2 separate regions of the Zea mays genome follow, and region 1 is linked to region 2. The links are chromatin contacts, called in public Hi-C maps. All regions are on one chromosome and are shown on one strand. Each heading gives the region's core, a stretch centred on a gene start, on an enhancer-like site or on the middle of the called end of the contact. The rest is flanking DNA. Distances are from core to core; before and after follow the strand shown.

Region 1 (4,006 bases), core at 711-3,210, 230 kb after region 2:
ATCTATAATTAAGCACACATAATCATAACTGATTCAATAACTAACCTACTAAACTCAAATTTCATACAACTATTTCAAAAAAAATTAAATCGAAATGCACCAGGGGCTATTGCTCGGTTGTTGGCTAGATACTTATCATATTTGACTCTTTCCAATCGCTAATGCCTCGCACTGTCATTAATGTCCCATCACGACCTGACAGCTCTTTCCTAGTACGACAATAGGGTTTGGAGATTTTTTGCCATAAGATACTAAGATGGGCTACATCACTTCATTGGATCTCATAGGACACAATCACACAACAATTTATTGGGCTGGGTGGGTATGGAAAGTAGCAAGGAGATTAGAGATATTTTGGTCTAATTTAACAGAAATTTCTCCACTTATTTGATTTATTTCTTATTTCCTATGTATATATACTATATATATGTATATGTTGTTTTTTAAAAATAATGGGTATTCAATTGAATATCATTGAATTGAATGAGGCCCGCCCCTGGAACCTGTGTGTGCCACCACCACTAGAATGAGCTGGCCGGTATCAAGACAGTGTCATTGCAATCAGTCGTAGCTTGGAGCTCAGTGCTCACCTCGTGTCTTTCACGTAGCACATGCACGAACCGGTACACTTCTTTCGGCGGCGTGGTCGTGTCGTTCTGGGCCCCCAGGATCTCGATCGGCCATTTCACCTCTGTTTCGATTTCGAATGAACACATGCGGTGAGGCTAGTGAAGCAGCATGAAGAAGAGGAGGAGCACACTGCACTGCACTGCACCTTTCATGTCGTCGGCAGTGACGCTGTACGGGTGCGAAAGGCACACAGCTTTGACGTCGCTGGTCTTCCCCACCTCCACGCTCAGCTTCCCTGCCAAGTGCCATGCCAGCGAAGAGGAAGCAGCAGCAACAAGGTCGGCCGGATGTGAGAAACAGAACGCTCTATGCGGGTTGCCTGAACTGAATGGAGTGTTCGTTTCAGTTGGCGTGGATGTCACATACCTCCCCAGCAGTAGCCTCCCACCGCGACGGACTTCCCTTCCTTCTTCAAAGCGGCGAACAGTGGCTTAGCGTCTTCCGCAGCTTTCACCTGTAAAGATCGATAGGATCCCCAACCAACCAATCAATTTTGCTTGCAGTAGTTTCTTGCGATGCGATGCGACGCGACGCGAAGAAGAAGAAAAAAAAAAGATGATGGTGATATATATATATATTGATAGGGACAGAGTAACGAAAAGTGCATAGAACAGACCGGAGAGTGAGCCTCGAGCCATTCCGTGAAGTTTTTCTTGTCGTCTAAGTAGTCTCCCTTCAAGAAATCGGGCACGACGACGAAGTACCCTGCCTTTGCAACCTTGTCTGCTATCTGTCTGCGTTATTGAACACGCCAACCACATAGATTTCAGCTAAATCAAGGATGGAATATATATGCCCTGTCTTTTACAAGTCTCCTAAAACTGGGGTACGCCGGAGAAGGAGGAGGAGCAGGAATCGAACGGAGGCAGCTACGTACCTGAGCAATGGCGCCTCGTACCCTGCATGCCAGGAATAATCGATTAGAGGGAGAAAGAAAGGAGAGCTTGCTGTCCAAATTTTATTTTTTTTTTAAAAAAAAAGTATTCCCAAACGACTAGAGAGAACTGCGAGAGCGTGTGGTACGGACCGAAGACGTCGGAGGCGAGGACGACGGCGCGGCTCGAGCTCGCGGCGCCGCTGACGTAGGCCCTGAGGCCACCAGGGAGGTCGTGGACGACCTCGCCGGCCTCGGCCAGCTGGCGGCCGTGGATGGACCGGTCTGGCGGGTTGTCCAGGCACTGCGAGTGCGCCTCGGCGGTGGTGGCCGCCGCCGCCGCGAGCACGGCGGCGAGGCAGAGCAGAACCTGCGCGGAAGAAGGCATGGCGCTTGCCGCTTGGTGAGTTGGACGACCTGATGCAGTTGAACAAGAATAATGGTTGTGGGATGTGTTGTGGCTGCCGCATCCTGGCGTTGCGTGTGTGTGATATATAAATAACACGGGGGGAGGGGTAGGTTTGGTGGGGAGGACATGGCGCATCACGCATCACGCGGTTTAAATTTCGTTTCCGACGAATGCCCTCCTATAGCCATGTGCGCGCGCACAGCAATCAGCACATTGCAGGAGCAACAGCCAACCGGTGCGCGCACACTTTAGAGCCCCACCACTTTGTTTTGTTGGGAAAAAAAATTGAAAATTGATTAAGAAACGCACCCGATTAGTTAGCTTGATGTGCTTGCGGAATGCGGATGGCGGACTGGAGCAGATCGTCTACGACAATAGGAGAGAGACAGCAGATCGAGGAGAGGAAATAATGCCAATCATGCGGGACGTCATTACTGTTTGACCCACGAGGGGCACGTGTGCAGCGCAGCTACCTTCGAGACATTGATCCAAGCTACTAACACGGTGGCAGCACACAAAAACACACACGTTCAACGACCTTTCACATACTACAAGACACGTGTCCTACTCCCCCTACCTGCCGAGGAAGTACGGAGTACTACACAATTCATTAGAGCATCTCCAACAACGTGACTTATAAAAATGCCCTATAATTTGAAAATGAGTATATTTTATAGAATTTAGGGCACCAATAAAACACCCCGCTCCAACAGTAAACCCCTAAATCTAGATTATAGGGCAGGCCACTACGGTGTAGTATATTTGAGTCACTTGATAGAGTGCCCTATAGTTTTTTGACAAAATTTTATGAAATGGGGCACTGTTGGAGTAGTTTTTCCTGTGTAGAGCCCTATATTTCAATTTGAGGCACTAGTTTGAGACATTGTTGGAGATGCTCTTAGAGATTAAAACAAGAAACATCGTAAAACACTTATATACTACTCTCTCCGTTTCAATCTATAATTTATCTAATGGGGCGTTTAGATCCCTTCATTTTATAGGAATTGGAATTCACTCAATAAAGTAACTTATTTAGTTGGAATTCGATATTCCACCACTTTCCAAATTTCAGATATAAGCCTATCTCAAATTCATGTGGTAGAGGATGGGAAATGATTTTATGCATTAGTAGAATTTGTTTCTACTCTGTATCTTATATGACACTTTTCGTCTCACTCCTTTATAGTAAAAATATAGCACATAAATATCTCCGACATCTTGCTAATAATAGTATACAAATATATTTTGCATAAAACCGAATTAACTTAATTGATATATGCCTAATTTACTATTATTAGAATGGAATTCAATTCTAATGATTCAAACGGGACGTAACTTTTTTTACTAGCTAGACCGACTCATCTTATTCAAAAAAATTATAGTTACTGTTAATTTTTAATGTGATATTGTTTAGCATATAGTGTACTTTATAAAAATAGCTTTGGATTTTTTATTTTTTGAAAAAAAACTGAATATGACGAGCTGGTCAAATATGATCCAAAAAAAAATTAAACAAATTATAATTTAAAACAAAATAGGTATCAATTATAATCGACAGTATGGGCAACGACGACATCATAAACAACGGTCAAGATGGCTATGTAAAACCTGGGACGTGACTTCGCTTACAGACTAAGTCACAGACTCACAGCAATACTTTAATTAGTTATATGTCTGCTTTTCTCAACCGAACCATTCGCTAGTATTTTTATTTATTTACAAAAGCTATTAGACCGACACATTGTAACGGAAATGTTTAATATAGGAAGTGTCCTAAATTCAAAAGGGAGCGTCCTCGTCATGCATAGCTAGAGCTCTAGAGGTAGCACAGCAGTGAAGCAAAAGGGAGCTGGTTGTTCTGGTGTGTCGGTGGTGCAAGTTCCTTAATAATTATTATTCTCCCGGAGCCCAAAAGAAGAAGCCTTTATGCGGTGCCTTGCGCTAATCGTCTCATGCATGGCCGCCCGGATGGATCATATGCCAAGTCCAAAGAAACACCACGACCGCTAATATCTCGTGTCAGCTGTCCTTTTGTTTATAACGCGGCGACTGGTGCACCCCCCATGAACAACAAACAACAACCGCAAACACAT
Region 2 (3,897 bases), core at 447-2,946:
AGCCGTTGGGATACTGTTCCTGGTGCACCGGACAGTCTTAATCCCACAAAGGCTTGTGCTCTGATTTAATCTCATCCATCGATTAGGATCCAACGGCTGAGCGCCATCTTCTCCACCCGACGGTAGACCGCGGCGGCACCCTCATGCCCTCGCCGACGCCATGGCCAAATTCCACATACACCGAGCACCAGGGCCCTAATTCCTTGATCCGAACTATTCTAAACGAAACCCACAACACTCTAAACCCAGAAACCACCCTTACAACACCCATTAACAGGCTCGGTCCCCTTACCACGATGCATGGCGGACCCACCGCAATTTACCAACTCCGGCGAGCGATTCCCAACCCTTCGGTTGCTCCTACTCAATTTGATCGGAACGAAATGCGGATAGAACAATTGCTAACCAAATAAGGTTTTCCTCACTTGGGTCGGTGGTGGCAGCGGCGTTGCCCACGTCGCACGACCATCAGCGGCGGAGGAGAGACCACGACAAGTAGTCTTAGATCCTCGCGACCTCCTTCCCACCTAGCGACAGCACGTCCCGGAGGACCTCCCTAACCACCATCCGAAGCCCCAGTACCGGTGCACCGGAGTTGTCTCCGCGGCGGCCCTCCGCCCTTCTCTCAACGCCACCGCACAGCTCACCCCCCGTTCGCCCACCATATGAGGATCAAGGGGCGTGCACCACACTGTACTTTATACCCCAACATCGCGACACATAAAACCAATGAGGATGGGGTCAGTTAAGATTCCTAATAGGATCCCTATTTTCCTGGTGAGGCTCGATGTGATTCGTTGAAGAAACAAATGGCAACCTGGCCCCACGCGACAGAGAAACATACGACGCACACGAGATGCATGGTGCGGCTGCGGGGTGGGCCCGGGTGTCAGTGACTCGGTGTGGGGGTTCACTTGGGCCGAGTTGAGGTGAGGAACTAGGCCGACGCTTAGGATTAGGGCTAGTTGGGTCCTTTTTTCCTATTTTGTTTTCTTTTAATTCTATTTTCAATTTAAAATTCGGCTTTGAATTTAAAACACCATAGTAAATGTACAAACAAACTCCAACATGATATGCAAGTTATAGTTATAAGAATTATTTTATTCATCTATTTACAAACATATTTCAAATGTGAAGTACACACAACCCTTTCTCTTTAGGAAAATGTTATTATTATAAATGTGTGGTAACATTAAGAGTACATCCAAGATTTTGATATTCATCGCTTGACTGCTATAAAGAAACATAACTTCTAGTATAGAACCCCTATTAGGAGATATTTTGCTTAACTCTTTTTTAGAGAGGGTTTAAACATATAATTCAACAAATAGGATAACTAATTTCATATGAGGATCTTTTTATTCAACCTTTTATTCGAAAACATTTTTGTTTAGAAAAAGTAATATATTTTTTTTAAAAATCTTTAGACAACTTTAATAAACTTTCGAGATAAGATTTTTGGGTGTCACAAGACCCTCGCTTCCTTTTTGTTTTTTATGGTTTCTTAGATAAAGCCCTATCGGGCTACCTCATAAAACGAGGCTTCTCCCTATTCTTTGACGTTTTAGGCGAAAGCCCAATTTGCTGCCCGCCTGCCCGCAGTGGACCAGATTGGGCCCAAAACTACGATCTGGACGGGGCCCAACTCGTCACTGAAACTTCATTCTTTTCGTTCATTTCATTCTCCCGTCGGATACGACAGCCCGCCAACTGCAGCCGTCGGATACTCCCACAGGAGCGTTCCGAAGCCCTAATGCTCGCCCTTCCCATAAGTACTCTCCTCTGACCACGCCGCCGCCATTTCCTTCCTCCTCCCACCTCGGCGGCCGGCCTCCTCTTCTCTTCACCCACACGCTGGTCATAGAGGTACGCTCTGCCGCGCCAAGCTCCGCCTCCATCCGCGCGGATCTGAGTTTGTGCTGTCTGGCTCTCTGCGCAGATGTCGGCTGCAGAGGCGAAGGCGGCGGCGGTCCCGGAGTCTGTGCTGCGGAAGCGCAAGCGGGAGGAGCAATGGGCAGCGGACAAGAAGGAGAAGGCGCTCGCGGACAGGAAGAAGGCGCTCGAGAGCCGCAAGATCATCTTCGCCCGCGCCAAGCAGTACGCCGAGGAGTACCACGCCCAGGTGAGCACGATTTGTGCGCCCCGTCTTCATCTCGCAGTTCCTTGCTGCTCTGCTTAGCTTCGACTGGTTTTGTAGGATGATGTCCGATCTGGTAAATTTATTTGTTTCATATAGGATTGCGGCTGTTTGAAATTACACTGCGCATAGCAGTCCCATTCAAAATGGGATTACTGCACTGTTTTAAACAGTTAATTAGCGATATCATACGTGGAAGAGAAAAAAATATAGTTTCTCGTGACTCGAGGACACTGTCCATGTGTATATTGTTTGAAAATTCTGCCTTGTGTATTAAGGCAGGATCTTAGAGATTATGTTGCGATAATATTTGCATTTTGTGCAGGAGAAGGAGCTTGTGCAGCTCAAGCGTGAGGCCCGGTTGAAGGGTGGGTTCTATGTGAGCCCAGAGGCCAAGCTTCTGTTTGTGGTTCGCATCCGTGGGTATGGTTCTCTCACATTGGTTGCTGATTCTATTGCTACGCTCAACTGTTGATTGTTGTCAAATGTGTCATGTAGTATCAATGCCATGCACCCCAAGACCCGCAAGATCTTGCAGCTCCTGCGATTGAGGCAGATCTTCAACGGTGTCTTCCTCAAGGTTAACAAGGCAACCATTAACATGCTGCGCAGGGTGGAGCCATATGTTGCGTACGGGTAAGTCTGTATAAATTTAGCAGCAATGAGTCCATTTTGTATCAATCCCCACTTACGAATGTGATGTTTCCCAACAGATGTTCCTATCGCTCCCTTAATTGTTTTGGCTAGTTTTCTGCTAGAATTGTTACGTATTATATAATGTATGTCGTGAATTCTTATTCTTACTAGAGTTTAAAAAGTAAAAGGAGTGCTATGAGTTCTCATTCAATCTTTTCACAGATTTATGTTGTCCATTTAAACGTGTTTGTAGAAAACTTATGGCTGTGTTAGTTATTCAGGTTGCTTCTGGGTCAAAGAAATGGAACAGATCATAATTCAATTTGTTTAGTCACTTTAGCTTATTTTCCAGATCCCTGTTTTTTTTAAAAAAAATTCGCAAGTAAGAAATTCGGGTCGATTATCGTTGTGATGTCCTGAAGTCTGGAAATGTATGTTTCGTCTCCAGATACCCCAACCTGAAGAGCGTTAGGGAGTTAATCTACAAGAGAGGTTACGGGAAGCTGAACAAGCAGAGGATTCCACTTAGCAACAACAGTGTCATAGAGGAGGTTTGTCACCTGCAACAACTACCGTGCTGATTCCGATAATCCGATTAGGTCCACATTTCAGTTCCAGCCTTAGATAAAAAAGAGTCTTTGTTTTACTTTCTGTGCGTGTTAGGGCCTCGGGAAGCACAATATCATCTGCATTGAGGACCTTGTCCACGAGATCATGACGGTCGGCCCGCACTTCAAGGAGGCCAACAACTTCCTCTGGCCGTTCAAGCTGAAGGCACCCCTCGGCGGCCTCAAGAAGAAGAGGAACCACTACGTGGAGGGCGGTGACGCCGGAAACCGTGAGAACTACATCAACGAGCTCATCAAGAGGATGAACTAGGCTCTCTCTTGTATCCTGTGAGAATGCTTTTCTGTGTCAGCGTGGTTGTTTTTGCTCTAGTAAGTTGACGGATAATGATGGATATGCAATTATTTTTTTGGTGTTCCATGGCTCTAATACAGCCAGACTTCACTAGGAACTGTGTCGCTGTTTATGTTGGCAGTTGCTTCTGGAGGTTTTTGTCTACTTTTGTTATTTTTATTTTCTTTTGTATATGTTGCGCGGACCTTGTCAATTGCCTGATG

The links. A called contact is a pair of places that touch in the nucleus more often than the background predicts.
Region 1: a Hi-C map of tassel shows a contact between it and region 2, with 5 times the contacts expected there. The contact joins the promoter of LOC103653383 here to the promoter of LOC100282330 in region 2. A contact is called at or near these places in 3 of 25 Hi-C or Micro-C datasets (ear, leaf and tassel).

Annotation. Positions count from the first base shown.
Region 1 is chr4:73,010,857-73,014,862 of Zm-B73-REFERENCE-NAM-5.0, forward strand. LOC103653383 (endo-1,3(4)-beta-D-glucanase) reads right to left here and starts at 1,961. Exons shown (of 7, transcript NM_001316316.1): 1 at 1,658-1,961; 2 at 1,508-1,529; 3 at 1,247-1,364; 4 at 997-1,084; 5 at 776-865; 6 at 591-691. The coding sequence starts at 1,892.
Region 2 is chr4:72,776,630-72,780,526 of Zm-B73-REFERENCE-NAM-5.0, forward strand. It overlaps LOC100282330 (60S ribosomal protein L7-like), which reads left to right and starts at 1,697. Exons shown (of 6, transcript NM_001374450.1): 1 at 1,697-1,866; 2 at 1,940-2,122; 3 at 2,463-2,560; 4 at 2,636-2,773; 5 at 3,222-3,324; 6 at 3,409-3,837. The coding sequence starts at 1,940. The coding sequence ends at 3,468.